Linked DNA regions of Mus musculus: regions 2, 3, 4 and 5 are each linked to region 1. The links are chromatin contacts, called in public Hi-C and HiChIP or PLAC-seq maps. All regions are on one chromosome and are shown on one strand. The core of a region is the stretch at or near the end of the contact, and the rest is flanking DNA. Distances in the headings are between cores, read along the strand shown. Region 1 has its middle 120 kb from the start of 4930449C09Rik. Region 2 overlaps Gm30159 (a long non-coding RNA gene). Region 3 has its middle 18 kb from the start of Gm30159. Region 4 has its middle 49 kb from the start of Gm30159. Region 5 has its middle 69 kb from the start of Gm41335.

Region 1 (2,904 bases), core at 239-2,738:
ATCTCTTTGAGACCACACCTTGACCTTCCATGTGGCACTCTCACAAATTGACATCTTATTTCTCCAAAGTCAGCAAGAGAATCTCTATTCAGTCTGCTATACAAGATTTTTGCCATACAAAGTAGCTATCTTATCCTGATTGTTAAGTAGAATAACCATTTATAGGGTGGTATCCCCAATACAACTAGAGCTTACACTACGAGGGAGGGTTTATACATAGAATATATATTTGATGGATATGTAGAAGAAATTTTAGGGAACAATTTACAAATCCTGCTTATCAAATGGCCCAAGCATTGGTATCTTTATTCCATACATAAAATAAAATGTATAACAAAATAAACAATTTCATAAGAGAAAAAAGTAATACAATTTTCAAATAGAAGGGCTGGAGAAATGGCTCAATGAGTAAAATGCTTGCTGCATATACAGGAGGACCTGAGCTCAGAATTCCAGAATCCTTGAAGCAAAAGAAAGAATTAGATAAAATATCAAGGAAAAGCATAGACTGAAACAAAAAGAAAGTAAGATATATATTGTAAACTAATGTTCTGAAGATGCACATTGTCAGAATGGATTTAAAATATGTAAAAGGGTATAAGGAATATTTTAAGAGAAATTAAGGTTAAATAGATCTAAATGGATATGAATGTATATTGAATGGTATAAATATAAGATTGATGGGTTTCCCCAGTTACTTTTCTCCAGAAAGGACGAGCCAACTCTCAACTATGTGGGAGAGAGAAAGAGAGTAGTAGTCTGCTTCTGGAGAAATTGCAGACAAGCATTTCGCAAGCCAGAAAGCATCTATAATGTCTGCCGTGGACTGTGTCTTGTGAACCAGACTCTCTGGAAGCTGAGACAGAATTCCATTGACACATAAAACCCCATTCTGTTAAAACTTTCAGGCTCTGGTCCTCACTGCTCAGACTAGTGCAGCCCCACTGACTCAAGCTGACTATCCCCTCCATATTATCTCACATGTTAAAAAAAATTAATTAAGATGATCATAGTCCCCCTTGATTTTTTTTTTTTTGACCTTTGCTCTTCTTGAGTAAAACACTAAGAAGACAGAAATTGTCTGGGGCAAGAGACTTACACCTTTGTGAGTGTGGCATAGCAAGCCAGCTGTGCAGAAATAGCTGTTTGATCACGTACATGAATGTGACTGCTAGAGGAAAAATAGTTCCACCAGTTATTTTGTAGGCTGTGGTGAGATTTAACTGAGAAAGTCCATATGAGGCTGTCATCAATGTCTTTCATCCAATCTGTCTCTTACCAGATATCTCTATCAGGGAGGTGGGAGATTTATAGAGCCACACCCATCATCTCCCTGCAAAGGAAGGAATCCAACCTGCATACCTAAAATTTGCAGAGCCTTGAAGCCATTCTGAAGATTGTGCGTTGGATGAAACTGGATTCCCAATAAAGGACTCTGTGACAGGGTATTGCCCAGCCTGAGGCACTGACTACTCCAAAGTTGGACTGAGCTTGCCATCTAGAGGACACCAGGGGACAGACAGTCCCTACAGGGTCTTCGGTAGACAAGACCTTGGCACCTTAAGACAGACAAAGCTCCCTCTCTAAAGGACATTCGTTGAGGGTTTGACTGTCCAAGCATCATAGGGGCAGAGAAAAATACAGCCTCTGCCCTTGGTGCTCTAACGTGAAAATGAGACTCGCTTTCTAGAAGGATGGAGAAATTTCCTCTCGCAGATGTGTCCACTAATAAATCACAATGCCAGCTAAGGTTTCTCTCTGAATTAGATCTCAGTTTTCTTGACACTCAAGCTGAGGTGGACATCAGAAGTCCTCACTGCTTCATCTTGTCACTAAAGGGTAACGCCAGCCAGCTGAGGCCACACAGCTAGAAAGTAGCAGAGACAGACTTTGTGGAGTAATACTGGAAGTACCTGTATCAAGAGACTGACCTGTGCCTGAAGCAGCCAGATGCCATGGACCTTGTGGGAAGAAAACAGAGCAAGCAGAGACTCTGGGCTGTTGGTATTTCAAGGGCAGATTTTTATAAGTCAGACGTATTCATATCTTGTTGAGGCCCTAATTTGCCAGTGATGGAAGAAATGAGGAACTTTGGCCTCTGGCCTAGATTCACATAACTCTTCTCACCCTATAAATCCAGTGAGGCTGGAGAAAGTTTTTCTGACTGTATATACGCTTACAGTCTAAGAATCCTTTACCTTTTGAAAGGTGCCAATGTGGCTACATACAATTCAGGGCATTTAAACTAAAAAAGAAAATCTCTTTTCCAGAAGCAAGTCTGTAGGCCAGAATCCTAAACATTTCACCAATGTATAGCCTGTCCATATTCATGCTATCACTTACCATTGCATTCACAGTTAGTTTACACTTGTATGCACAGTCAGTTAGCAAGTGTGAATTCTGAATGAGCTGTGGTTAGGCATCAAGGAGACAGTGATGCCATGATATTCACAGCCACTGTCCTCATGCATCTTACATAGTTAGGAGACTATGAGAAATGCCCCAAAATGGCACCCCTGAGTAGACATTGAGGATTAAGTAATAACAAACTGAAAGTGAATTTGCAGTTGCCTTTCTACTCATTCTCTGTGTGGTCACTGCACCTTTGGTACCCTTTTCTTAGAGCTTCCCTCACTCAATGTATTCTTTTCCATCTTTTTTTAAATTTTGTTAAGTTTTGATATAAAAAAAAAAAACCTATCTATACACATGGACTTTCTGCTTCTGGAGGCCAGCGAAAAATTCTATCTATCTCATAATCTCCCACATTTTCTAGAGCCAAGAATCAAGATAGTAGATTTGGGTTGAAATTTTGGATAAATCAAAGGGTCAAATGTTTCATCAATCTGCCAGTCAATTTTAAGTATTACTGACAAAAGCATATCCATGAAGTCTTTCATTTGT
Region 2 (2,904 bases), core at 208-2,707, 480 kb before region 1:
TTCAGCTTACTTTCCAAATGTTTGCAGCTGGTATTAACAAAAATTGAGAATTGAGAACAGTGGTGACAGATGTTCATCCAGCAAGAGGTATAGTCAGGAGGACTAAAAACGCAAAGTCAGCATGGACTACATATCTCAAAAACTAACAGATGGGAACTCAGTAAACCTTTCCTTGCTTACCTAATTTTGGATCCCTGGCACCCATATAACAATAAAAGTTGTATGTGGCTGTGTGTGCATCTAATTCCAATGCTTGGAAGGTAGAGACAGGAAAACCCCTGTGGCATACTGGTCAGCCCGTCTAACCAAGTAGAGACCTTCAAGTTTAATGAGAGAGCATGTCTCTAAAACAAGAAGATGTAAACCTCAAATTCTCATTCACAGTTCTGCATCTCATGATCAGTATTTGGCATCAGCTGGATAAATAAAATGATCAGAATTTGTGACTTGAGGATGATGTAGTTAAGTCAGAAGACAGTTTTTGCTGTCTATAACTTGCTTTGGAAAATAATTTAGGCTGTTATTAAGTTGGGAGTATAAATCTGGGAATGAACTTTCTTTTGTAAGTGCAAGACAAAGCAACCCAACAAAAGGAAAAGAGCCCTAAGAGTGGGAAAAAGAATGTAAGGCCCACTTCCACTTGTTCATTACGTTCATTACATAGAGATCTTATAACCACCTACTCCTACTTCCCATTGCCTTTGGATTTTTGTACTGGTCATTACCATTTTTATACCATGGTATAAATTTGCCTTAAATAGTCATTAGTAAATCAAATATTTTGGAGGAAACTATATTTTTAACTCAAATCTTTGCTACTTCAACTAACCCTTCATTCCATCTTGAAGATGCAAATTTCTATCTGTATTCTTCTCCTCTGGCAGAAATATTTTCATTCTTTCTATAATACAGGTTTTCTGGGGACAAACTCCTGTAGTTTCTGTTTACTTAATGTTGCTTTCTTCAAGTTTCCTGGTTCTAGATGAGCAATATTCCTTCACACAAATTATAGTTTTTCTATATGCCATGTTTTGTAAAGCCTCATTTTTTCTCTTTGCATACTTTCCAGTACTTCTGTCTATATGGAGATGATGTAACCAGATATGAGCAGCCCATGATGACCAGGTGGAAAGTAAAAAGTCGTTTAACTCATAAACTAAAAGCAGACGTAAGTTCTTGGGTGGGAGGGAAAAGGCAGAAGTTGAGTTTGCTTCCCTGGCGATATAGACCCCCTGACAGTGTGTGAAGCAATACTTCCCACTCTTATGGGAAAGGAGATCTGTCCACATGGGGTAGCGACTTTGATTTCCAGCTTGTTTGTTGTTGTTCGCTATCTGTGCCAAATAATTGTATCACTGATATAAACCTTTAACCTTGGATCTCATTCTAGATCTAACCTCTATTCATGTGGACAAGCCTCACTATCCCATTACTCCAAGACCAGGAATTCCTACAGGCACATCTGGGTGTTTCTAAGAGCTCTCTGGTAAGTGTTCTTCCCTTCCTGCACTCCCATGAATCCAAATCTACAGAAGACTCAAGAGGAAAAAAAAAAAAAAAAAAGAACCCCTTGTGTCTTCTTGGCTCTTCTTACAAATATACTTTGCTGCACTGGGATTCTTAGCAAATGAAAGAAAGTGGAGATTTTCATCTTCAAGCCAAATATGAAATTAAGTCCCCTTTTGCTGCACTTCCAGATGATACTGTTATTGAAATTAAAGGGTCTGTCAGACGAAGCCTTCCCAGATGCACTTGTGGGTTTTTTCTCCCCTCAGTGAAGTACAGTCTGTCCCTACATTTTATTTTTTAAAATCGCTAAAGATGTGCTCCTCTTGTAAACAGACTCTGTAGCCTTAGTAACAGGAATCACAGTGACCCAGACAGTGATGAGCTTGGAGCATGGGATCTTTGTAATCAGGAGGGAATCTATACTTTTGTTTTGTTCTGTTTTTGTTCTTCTCTCTTTGTTTATTCTGTTTTGCTTTTGGTTAGGGTTGATTTATACAAGAACTTTGGGTTCACTTTAGAAAAACATGGATTAGTAGAACTATGAATTATTCTTGATAGGTAAAAATCAGATGAGATAAAAGTGTAGAGGTTTTCCTCATTTATGAGCTCCTCTCATTTTCTGATGTAACTGAAACTCAGGAAGCTAGGATGAGTAGGCCAAGTGTTGGGGAGTGGAAATTCAAAAAGGGGTTGTTTGTTGAGGATTTGATAACAGCCAAGAACTTCATAGAAACTATAACTTAATCCAAATGACTTTAGGGATAGTTAGATTTGTATTTGCTTTATAAATGAAATTAGGGCTCAGAGATGCTATGGTCACCATACTTGCACAGACTGCACATATTTAGAGCCTGAAAAGTGTTTATGATGTGGAGGGCAAGTCACATGCAAATCTCTGTCACTTGAAAGCTCCTAATTTGGTTTAGGTTTTTAATTGGCTCCGATTGTCTGAGAGATCTGAAGTGGGAAAATGAATACATGTGTTTAAGGACTATGATTTCAGCAATTAGTACAGTGTTTACATTTAATAGCTATTTATAAACATTTCATGAAACTATGCTTTAGATTATTGGAGTTTTATTATAATAACCCAGTCATGCCAATAAATATGATTCTTATAGAAAGAAGAGATCACTGTTTGTATATATTCTGCCCTCAAGGAAAATAGAAGACATCCTGCATCAAGTTAAGTTATTAGACAGGGAAAATAAGTGAAGTCTCAGCAACTATAACAAACTTGGGCCATAGTCAAGTTGAAAGCAGACATGAATGGGTGGAAGATCATCCAGTTAATGCCAAAGATGAACAGGAAGAATATGCTCATGCCGTTATAAACATTGCACACATGCTGGGTTGAACCTGTATTAATTACCATGACAAAATAACAAAGATGTG
Region 3 (2,904 bases), core at 254-2,753, 440 kb before region 1:
AACTTGTGAACTAAGCAAAGCTGGATTAACTGGAATAGGTATCATCTTTTACAGATGCTGGTTTCACTGAAACATTGGCCTCTGTGCCACTGTTATACAACATAGAAAGAAATAAAGGACACATGCTCCACTATGTTCATAGCAGCCTTATTTACAACAGCCAGAAGCTTGAAAGATCCCAGATGTCCTTCAACAGAGGAATGGATACAGAAAATGTGGTACATTTACACAATGGAGTACTACAGAGCTATTAAAAACAATGAATTTATGAAATTCTTAGGCACATGGATGGAATTAGAAGATATCATCCTGAGTGAGGTAACTAAGTTACAAAAGAACACACATGGTATGCACTCACTGAATAAATGGATATTACCCCAAAATCTCAGAATACCCAAGATATAATTCACAGACTACATGAAGCTCAAGAAGAAGGAAGACCAAAGTGTGGAAGCTTCAATCCTTCTTAGAAGGGGTAACAAAATACTCATAGGAGCAAATATGGAGACAAAGTTTGGAGCAGAGATTAAAGGAAAGCCATCCGGAGACTCCCCAACCTGGGCATCCATCCCATATACAAACACCAAACTGAAACACTGTTGCAGATGCCAAGAAGTGCTTGATGACAGGAGCCTGACATAGCTGTCTCCTGAGAAGCTCTACCAGAGCCGGACAAATACAGAAGCAGATGCGCACAGACAACCATTGGACTGAGCATGGGATTCCCAAGGAAGGAGTTAGAGAAAGAACTGAAGGAACTGAAGGAGTTTGCAACCCCATAGGAAGAGCAATAATATCAACCTACCAGACTCCCCCCACCCCCATCCCCAGAGCTCCCAGGGACTAAACCACCAACCAAAGAGTACACATGGAGGAACCCATGGCTCCAGCTGCATATGTAGCAGAGGATGGCCTTGTTAGACATCAAGGGGAGGAGAGACCCTTGGTCCTGTGAAAGTTTGATGCCCCAGTGTATGCCATGGCAGGGAGGCAGGAGTGGGTGGGTGGGGAAGCACCTTCATAGAAGCAGGGGGAGGGAGGATGGGATAAGGGGTTTCTGGAGGGGAAACTGGGAAAGTGAATAACCTTTGAAATGCAAATAAATAAAATATCCAATAAAAAAAAAGGAGAGAGGGAAAGAGGGAGAGGGGAAGAGGATAGGGAAGGAGGGGGAAAGGGAGGGATCAATTCTCTCTTTCAGATATGTCTGTATTTCTCAAAAAGTGCAAAACAAAGGTTCTTATTGCTATCCATCAGAGACCCATCATCCTTACTCTGAGGACAGAGCATCCTTGAGCTCCAGATAACTGGGGTTGCAGAGCAAAGACACTTTATGCTCAAGGCTTACAGATAAGGTTTTGAGCCTCAGCAATGACACTGCTGCTCTCTACATGTGACAGCTATACAAGTATTTTTAGCTTTGCTCCAGAAAGGATGAGCATCAGCTCTGGAGTCACATGTCTTTTGCTACCACAAGCCAGGCTGTCATCTTCAGCGAAATGCTTTGCCTAAAACCTTCTCTCTTCACATCTGTGCAACTAGGAGAGTATGAGCACCTCACTCACTGGCTCTTGGCGAGGGTTAAAGAAGAGAATGGTTTATGAAGCACATTTCTTCTTGCCTGGCACTTGCTAAGTGCTAACTAAATGGTTGCAATTATAATTATTCATGTATTCATTCAAAAACTATGTATTAATCATCTTCTCTGTGCCAGGCATTGCTAGGCAATGTGAGAATACAAAGATGAATAAATGAGGAGTCCCTCTCCTCAAAACTCTCCCTGCATTATGTCCATATGTAACCTTTGCATTTATTCATGTATGTAAATCCTCGTCTGTGTGTGTGTGTGTGTGTGCCTGTGTACTCTGTACATTGGGAGTGCCCATGGCATGAATTCTGCACTCTGTGCAAATTGCAGTGAACAAAGTCCCGCTTTGAAACACAAGAGAAGGGTGGGGGCTGCTGATGTAGCCATCCATCTTTCTCCTCTTCAGAGGTGGGTGGCTGTTTGCTCTGGGAACACTGACGATATGACCATTAAATCATTTCAGAATGGTGGAGCTGGGAGGTCCTAGCAAGGCCTTCCCTCACACCCACCCTGTTCTGGCACAAAGAAGGGTGTTATACCTCATACACAGAAACAGGCAGGCCACAGGAAAAGGGCTCTTTGTGCCAAGTAGTTTTGCCCAGTCCTCCTCCAAGTGGGGAATCAAGAAACGATCCATCAGCCTGGTTGTCTGGGAGTACCGAACTCCTCGAAACAGACCTATTAGCTGAAAGGATAAATATTTACTCTGAGTTCATCTGAATAACCCAGAAAGGGAACTCTGGTTTTTGTCAGTAATAAAAACACTCCCACCTAAGTCTGGAATTAGAGCTTTTTGTCTTTAAATCTTCCCTGCCTAGAATCACTCAGACTTCCTGTGAAAAACTAGATCAGGATTTCCTCATGTCCTCCAGAGCAGCTGGGGTTGGGGGTGGTGGTGGTTGGGGGGGGCACAAAGGCAGGCAGGGGTCATTCTACATGGGGGGTATTTTCTTTTACTGCACAAGTATGTGTGGCCTCTGTTTGCCTCTTAGTACACAGGTAACTGAAATCTTTGCCCTCGGGAGAGAAGGTGCAGACCGTTCTCTTAAAACACTCCAAATGGTGAAACAAGAGATTTTAGATAAACAGTTTTCAGAGGACCCCATTTCCTGAGCTATGCTTTGATCACATGATGACACCAGCAGCAAAAACACTGTTGTTATCCTTCCAAGGAAGATGTTCCAGAAAGAACTATTGTCTGGCTCAGAAAGGGGAGGATTTGATGCCATGGGGGAGGAGGGGAGAGCCATGGAGGAGGCTTGAGTAGAAGGATGGAGGAGGTGGGACATGCATCCCACACCAGACAAGTCCAGGGT
Region 4 (2,904 bases), core at 208-2,707, 410 kb before region 1:
AGTTATTCCCCATTGGTGAATAAAGATGCTTATAGTTGATAGATGGGCAGAAGAGAAATAGGCAGGGTTTTTGGGTTCCTGAGCTTGGAGTCAAAGGAGATCATGAGAGGGGAGAGAGGAAGGTAGAGAAAGGAGAGACTCCATGGGTTAGATGAGTTATGAATACATGGCCATGAGGGCTGGCTTTGAGTTAAGAGCTGCTCAGAGAGAACGTGGCAAATTATAATTTGGGATTATTGATGGAGAAATAGATTCTAATAGATTTCAAGGTAGATACCTACCCAAATCAAGTGCTGATTAAGGCTTATAAGTAAATATAAAGACTGTGTATCTTTTATCTGGGAATTAAGTGATCAAAGGCTGGATAGAAAACTCCATTTGAGATTAAATGATTTCTATAACACAGTAGCAATTTGTTTTAGATTCCTTAAGATGTGATTGACTCACCTGCATTCAGAAGCTCACAACCCAATGAAGAACATACAGATAATTACATAAAATATGCACTTAGTTAAGCAATTATGATAAAATGTGGTGGGCATTAATGGAGGAGCTGAGACATCACAATTAGTTGTTGAGTACTTTGCTCAAGGGAGCCAGAGAAGATTCATCAAACTGAAGACAAGTTAAAGGTAAGAAAGGAATCTGGCAAATATCCACTTAATGAGAAACCAGAAGCCGTGTGCTGGCATCACAGAGAAGTCTACTTCTATGGAAGACATATCACAAAAAATAATAATAAATAAGATAGAAAGTGATCAAGGAAGAGACTCAGTGTTGGTTTCTGCACCACACCTATAAAGTCATGGACACAGACACAGACATACAGACACAGATGCATAAACAAACACACAGACACAAAGACACACAGATACAGACACACAGAGAGACATAGACACCCAGACACAGACACCCAGATACACACACAGACATACAGACACATAGACACAGAAATAGATATACATACACAAACAAACAAACACACACACACCTACACAGACAGAGACACATACACACAAACACACACAGACACACATATATACATATACACATTCAGACATACCGACACTCACACAGACACACACACAGTCACACACACACACACACACACACACACAGACAAATACACAGATACAGAGACAGACACACACACACAGACATACAGACCCAGACATACACACAGACACATATACAGACACACACACACAAACATACAGACACATATACACATAGACACATGCATGTACACAGACAGACAGGCAGACAGGCAGACACACACACACACACTATTACCACTATGTGAATGAGGTTTGTTTTGGGTAAGATGCTCAGATTTGCATCTTATTTTCCCTGTTTCCCAGAAGGGAAACTTGACCTGACTCTTTTTACTCTAGCCATAGGGAAAGTCCGGAGGCAGCCAAGTTTATGCTGGACTGGAAATGAAATGTCAAATGTCAAGAGTCTACTTCCTGCTTGCTGTTTAATCATTAGACATAATTTTTGTCATGTGGAAAATGAGTTCATTATAATCAGACTGGAAATTCATGTACCTGAAAATCTTTAGAAGGGAACTCAGAGGGAAGAAACACTACTGGATAGCAGATACAAAACAATTCTTATCAGTTCAAATCTGTTTTACATTTCATTCCAGACTCTGTGAGTTAGCACCACAACAATGAACCTTTGTAAATTAATGAGGGTAACAGCAGGGAAAGAATCAATCAGCCACTCTTGTTCCTGAACCTTCCCCTTGGTAACAACCTAAAGTGAACCTTGGAGTCAAGACCTCAGACTAATAGCCTGCTTTTTTACCCTTTGAACAGAACAATTAAATAATCACATTCCTCTCAGCCCATTTCCTGAATGTATTAATTAGATTAAAGCACAACTTGTCAGCCTCTCCTGAGAGGAAAGGGTTTCTTGGATCTGGTTTCTCTTGCCCTCCAGCTTCCAATAAGCATGGACAGCTTTCAAGTAGGGGGGTCGGGGGGGGGGGGGAGGCTGGTACCTGGACAAGCAAACTGCTATTCTGTGCAGTTGCTATTCTTTCTCCTGGACTAGCTCACTCATTCCTTTCATCCTAACTCATCTACTATGGCATGTACATGTTTTGATTAGAATCCATTCTCCTAGAAGTTTATTTCTCTGAAAATACAGAAGCCATTTGGTAGCTCTGTGAGGCTGAATCTTGCCATCTCATCCATCTACACACCTGTCCACCCATCCATTTGCCCATCTATCCATCCATCCACCCACAACTTAAGACAGTGGTTCTGCAAGATCCTATCTGTGTGAGCAGATGCAAATTACTTAATCTTTCTGTATTTCTGCTTCTTTGTCTCCAAAATGGTGAAAGAAACAAGCTATACCTGTGTGGTTTCTGTGAGAGATCTTGAATTCATTGCTATGAAATGCTTCAACTACAATCTGGTAGGCATTTCCCAGTCCTAGGATTATAGGATTTCAAATATCAACATGGCTCTATTTCTGCCACAAAATGTTAAAACACCAAGCCAAAATGCTCACACACTAGATTAAATGAAGTGAGAGAGGCATGTGGCACCCTAAAAGTGCAGAAGGTGAAGAACTGGAGCCAGGCTCGGTACTGCCTGCCAAGACTTCTGCAAAAGCCTCTTGTCTGTGGAGGCCTCACCCTTCATTCAGCTAAGTGGCAAGTTCTGGAATTTCAACTTAAAATAGCAGTATCTACTACTGTACAATTCTGGTTTTTTCATTTTTTTCTGTCTATTACGTAACCTTACAATGCATCCATTAGTTAGCAATACACTCTATATTTTCCCTTTCATTTGATTATCGCAACTGTTTACAAGACCACCATAGACACTGCCGGAACAGGTTTCAGATACCGTTTTTGTTAGTTTGTTTGTTTGTTTGCTTGCTTGC
Region 5 (2,904 bases), core at 300-2,799, 310 kb before region 1:
AGGAAGTCATGAAAAATCCAACTTGCAATTATTCAAAAAAGTAAAATAGGTAAGAGAAAATTTGAACAAGGAAGAGGAAGACACCTACAGTGCAAATTATAAAATGAAGATGGAAGATATTTAAGGAGGACACAAAGCAATGCAGATAACTGCTCTTTTGATAAATTGGAAAATGATTTTAAAATCATCCAAACAATCCAAAGTCATCTACAAATTCAATGCAAACCCTACCAAAATACCAAATAATATTTTGATGGATTCTTTTAAAAATGTAATATCTTATTTATTCTCTGTAAATTTTATACATCTATATAAGGTATTTTGATCATATCTATTCTAGTTTGCCCCTACTGCTTCTTAGCCTCTTACACATCACATTCCCAAACTTAGTGTGTATATATATATATACATATATATCCCCTTGAATTAACATATCAATATAGTATATAGTCCATAATCAAACAGTATGTAGTTCACACAAAAGTAAACACAAAGATCAGTGGACTGCATAGAATATCCAGAAAAAGAACCGTGCAACTACAACCAACTTTTTCTTGTCAGGGAACCAAATGTACATTGGAAAAGACAGCTGCTTCAATAACTACACTGAGAAAATTATACACACTCATACAGAACATTGAAACCTGAGCCTCATATTTCAAGTTATAAAATAAATTCAATATTAAAAATATATTTAAAAAAAACAAAGGTTTAAGTGTAGCTATATGAACTACTAGAAGAAAACAGTCTACAAATACATCAAGACATTGATATAGATGATAATGTACTGGATAAGACCTCAAAAACTAGAAACAAAACAGATGGGGTTAAATCAAGCAGAAATTTCTGCTTAGAAAGGAAACAAACCACAAAGTAAAGAGACTGCTATATCACTGAGCCAACAGTAGTAATCTACCCACCTGACAAAAGAGCTAGCAAGAGTTTGAAGTAGCTGGCCACATGATATATATAATCAAGAAGCAGGGAGAGACAATTCATGCTGCTACTCAGTTGTGGGTTTTTCATTTAGGCAATCCATGAATCTAGACAGACAATGGTGCTGCCCATAACAGATAGCTCATCCCATCTTGGTTAACATAATAGAGATAATCCTCAACATATGTGTCCAAAGGCCCATCAACCAGAGGATCATGTTGAGTTGACAATTGCCACCAACCATGACAAATCAGAATGTGGGAACATTATTTGCCATGTTTGATCATGGTTTACTTTATATACACTGAAGTAATACTCTGTGACCCATTACTTACCATAATAAGATATTATCTGCTCATCAAAACCTTTTGAACATCACTGAAGAAAATAAAGGAAAACAATGGAAGTGTGAAGATACACAGAAAGAAGAACTGGAGATCTGAAAGCTCTGACTTTGAGGCCGGGTTCAGAGTTTGCACATGGATGTATATGTTTCCTAATCTATTGGGTTTGCAAACATGCTCACAAAAGTAACTTGAAACCGTGTGCATCCCTTGTTTGAAAACAGAATGGCAACAGTCCCTTTTCAACTGTACTTCTGATTAAAACTTACAGATATGGCCAACTCCTTTTTGATTTTAGGTACTTCCCTGTTGCTGTCCTTCTGCAGTGAGGCATGTTCTCATGCCAAAGGTGCTTTTACTAGTTCCCTTGTAAAACAAACAAACAAAAACCAGAGTGGCCCATGCTCCCAGTTAGTTCCTCTGATGGTCTGTTTCTGATAGAACATGAGAGTGGAGGGTAAACAAACATATCCAAGATTATACAAAGAAACCTATTGCTTCCAATAAGTAATTCAAAATAAACATAAGCAAACCTATGTTGTTTACAAAAGAGAAGCATGACGAGCTAATGTTTTGGTGAGAAAAACTGATAGAATCCTTGTTTGCCCACATAAAGTAACCTGGAGCCTTGATATTCCCATGTGTAAATTGGGAATGATGATAAATAAGCTTTCAGGTGTAGAGGATTAAATAAAATAACCTATCTCCAACATCTGGTACAGCATCTGGCACATTCTTTTTCAAGGGGAACACTCACCCTCCCTGTGTAAGCTGCAGAGAGTGCTAAAGTGGCAGCCCTTGCTTAGCCCACTGGAAGATTTAATGTTGCTTTGCACATGGGACCTAGCCCCAGTAGTCTTCAAGTGAAGTTAGTGCATCTGTCCTCAGAAGGAAAGCTGACATTTTTGACAGAGCCTTAAGTGCAACACTCTCTGGGGTGCTGTAACTGAGACAAGACAGGGCAGGTGGCAGTAATTGCCATCACAATCACTCAGGGACTGGGTATAACATGGATTACAATGGAATTCCTTTTAGTAAAGATATTTCTATGAGTGTTGGCTGCTTCAAAATCCTTTGGTAATTATTTCTATCATCAATTACACAGCTGAAGGTTGAAAGGGGAAGCTGTATGTTCTTGGGAAGAAGCAGATTTTATTTCCAAGGAGAAGATTATAGTATGAGCAGCTACTAGCTTACCATGATTGTTGTACTGCTCACACTTACAAAACAGTGCTCAAGTTCCCCAAAGTATGTCTACCTCCATTCCCAACAGACATCACCTCTCTAGGTTCCTTGTACATGGTACCTAATCACATTTCATGATTTGAATCTTTGATACACTTTAATTTAAGAAAAAGTAATCAGGATCATAAGTTCCTATCTCATACAATACTATTAATATTTAATAGGCAGAAATGTGTGAAAAAATAATAGAAACATTTAATAATAATTAAAAAAAAAACACTGTAGGGAGAAACCCAGAACCATTGGGGACACAAGCCTAAAAGCTACAGCTTATTTTTTCTACTGTAACTGAATCTCACCTTTCTTATGCACATAATGTGACTTGTACCTATTATTTGAAGTTAAAAATGATAGTTAAGAGAAATATATGGGAAAAGCA

What was found. Hi-C and Micro-C count contacts between places; a contact is called where the count stands out from the background. HiChIP or PLAC-seq counts read pairs in DNA pulled down with a chosen protein or histone mark.
Region 2: a Hi-C map of uterus shows a contact between it and region 1, with 2.6 times the contacts expected there. The contact joins two enhancer-like sites. A contact is called at or near these places in 4 of 484 Hi-C or Micro-C datasets (the N1E-115 cell line, embryonic fibroblasts and uterus) and 1 of 115 datasets of contacts at active chromatin or transcription factors (T-cell acute lymphoblastic leukemia).
Region 3: a contact with region 1 is called in a Hi-C map of uterus, with 5 times the contacts expected there. The contact joins two enhancer-like sites. A contact is called at or near these places in 2 of 15 datasets of contacts at CTCF or cohesin (the NIH/3T3 cell line and large pre-B cells), 7 of 484 Hi-C or Micro-C datasets (nephron progenitors and uterus) and 1 of 115 datasets of contacts at active chromatin or transcription factors (bone marrow-derived macrophages).
Region 4: a Hi-C map of the N1E-115 cell line shows a contact between it and region 1, with 6 times the contacts expected there. The contact joins two enhancer-like sites. A contact is called at or near these places in 1 of 15 datasets of contacts at CTCF or cohesin (pro-B cells), 2 of 484 Hi-C or Micro-C datasets (the N1E-115 cell line and adipose-derived mesenchymal stem cells) and 1 of 115 datasets of contacts at active chromatin or transcription factors (acute myeloid leukemia).
Region 5: an H3K27ac HiChIP or PLAC-seq map of T-cell acute lymphoblastic leukemia shows a contact between it and region 1, with 4 times the contacts expected there. The contact joins two enhancer-like sites. A contact is called at or near these places in 2 of 15 datasets of contacts at CTCF or cohesin (large pre-B cells and pro-B cells), 2 of 484 Hi-C or Micro-C datasets (the G1E-ER4 cell line and Sertoli cells) and 4 of 115 datasets of contacts at active chromatin or transcription factors (the SCID.adh cell line, T-cell acute lymphoblastic leukemia, acute myeloid leukemia and 1 more).

Annotation. Positions count from the first base shown.
Region 1 is chr15:63,600,258-63,603,161 of GRCm38.p6, forward strand. No RefSeq gene overlaps it. Among named protein-coding and RNA genes, the nearest start is that of 4930449C09Rik, 120 kb to the right of the region's middle. Within about 2 kb of position 1,489, at least 38 of the 459 cell types and tissues checked have an H3K27ac peak or open chromatin away from gene starts, as enhancers often do. A contact at or near this core is called in the G1E-ER4 cell line, the N1E-115 cell line, the SCID.adh cell line and 2 more, where this site is marked.
Region 2 is chr15:63,119,989-63,122,892 of GRCm38.p6, forward strand. The region is part of intron 3 of Gm30159 (a long non-coding RNA gene); the gene reads right to left. Among named protein-coding and RNA genes, the nearest start is that of Gm30159, 24 kb to the right of the region's middle. Within about 2 kb of position 1,458, at least 3 of the 459 cell types and tissues checked have an H3K27ac peak or open chromatin away from gene starts, as enhancers often do. A contact at or near this core is called in uterus, where this site is marked.
Region 3 is chr15:63,161,543-63,164,446 of GRCm38.p6, forward strand. No RefSeq gene overlaps it. Among named protein-coding and RNA genes, the nearest start is that of Gm30159, 18 kb to the left of the region's middle. Within about 2 kb of position 1,504, at least 37 of the 459 cell types and tissues checked have an H3K27ac peak or open chromatin away from gene starts, as enhancers often do. A contact at or near this core is called in uterus, where this site is marked.
Region 4 is chr15:63,192,619-63,195,522 of GRCm38.p6, forward strand. No RefSeq gene overlaps it. Among named protein-coding and RNA genes, the nearest start is that of Gm30159, 49 kb to the left of the region's middle. RefSeq lists an enhancer at 1,319-2,170. Within about 2 kb of position 1,458, at least 20 of the 459 cell types and tissues checked have an H3K27ac peak or open chromatin away from gene starts, as enhancers often do. A contact at or near this core is called in the N1E-115 cell line, where this site is marked.
Region 5 is chr15:63,286,507-63,289,410 of GRCm38.p6, forward strand. No RefSeq gene overlaps it. Among named protein-coding and RNA genes, the nearest start is that of Gm41335, 69 kb to the right of the region's middle. Within about 2 kb of position 1,550, at least 11 of the 459 cell types and tissues checked have an H3K27ac peak or open chromatin away from gene starts, as enhancers often do. A contact at or near this core is called in the G1E-ER4 cell line, the SCID.adh cell line and T-cell acute lymphoblastic leukemia, where this site is marked.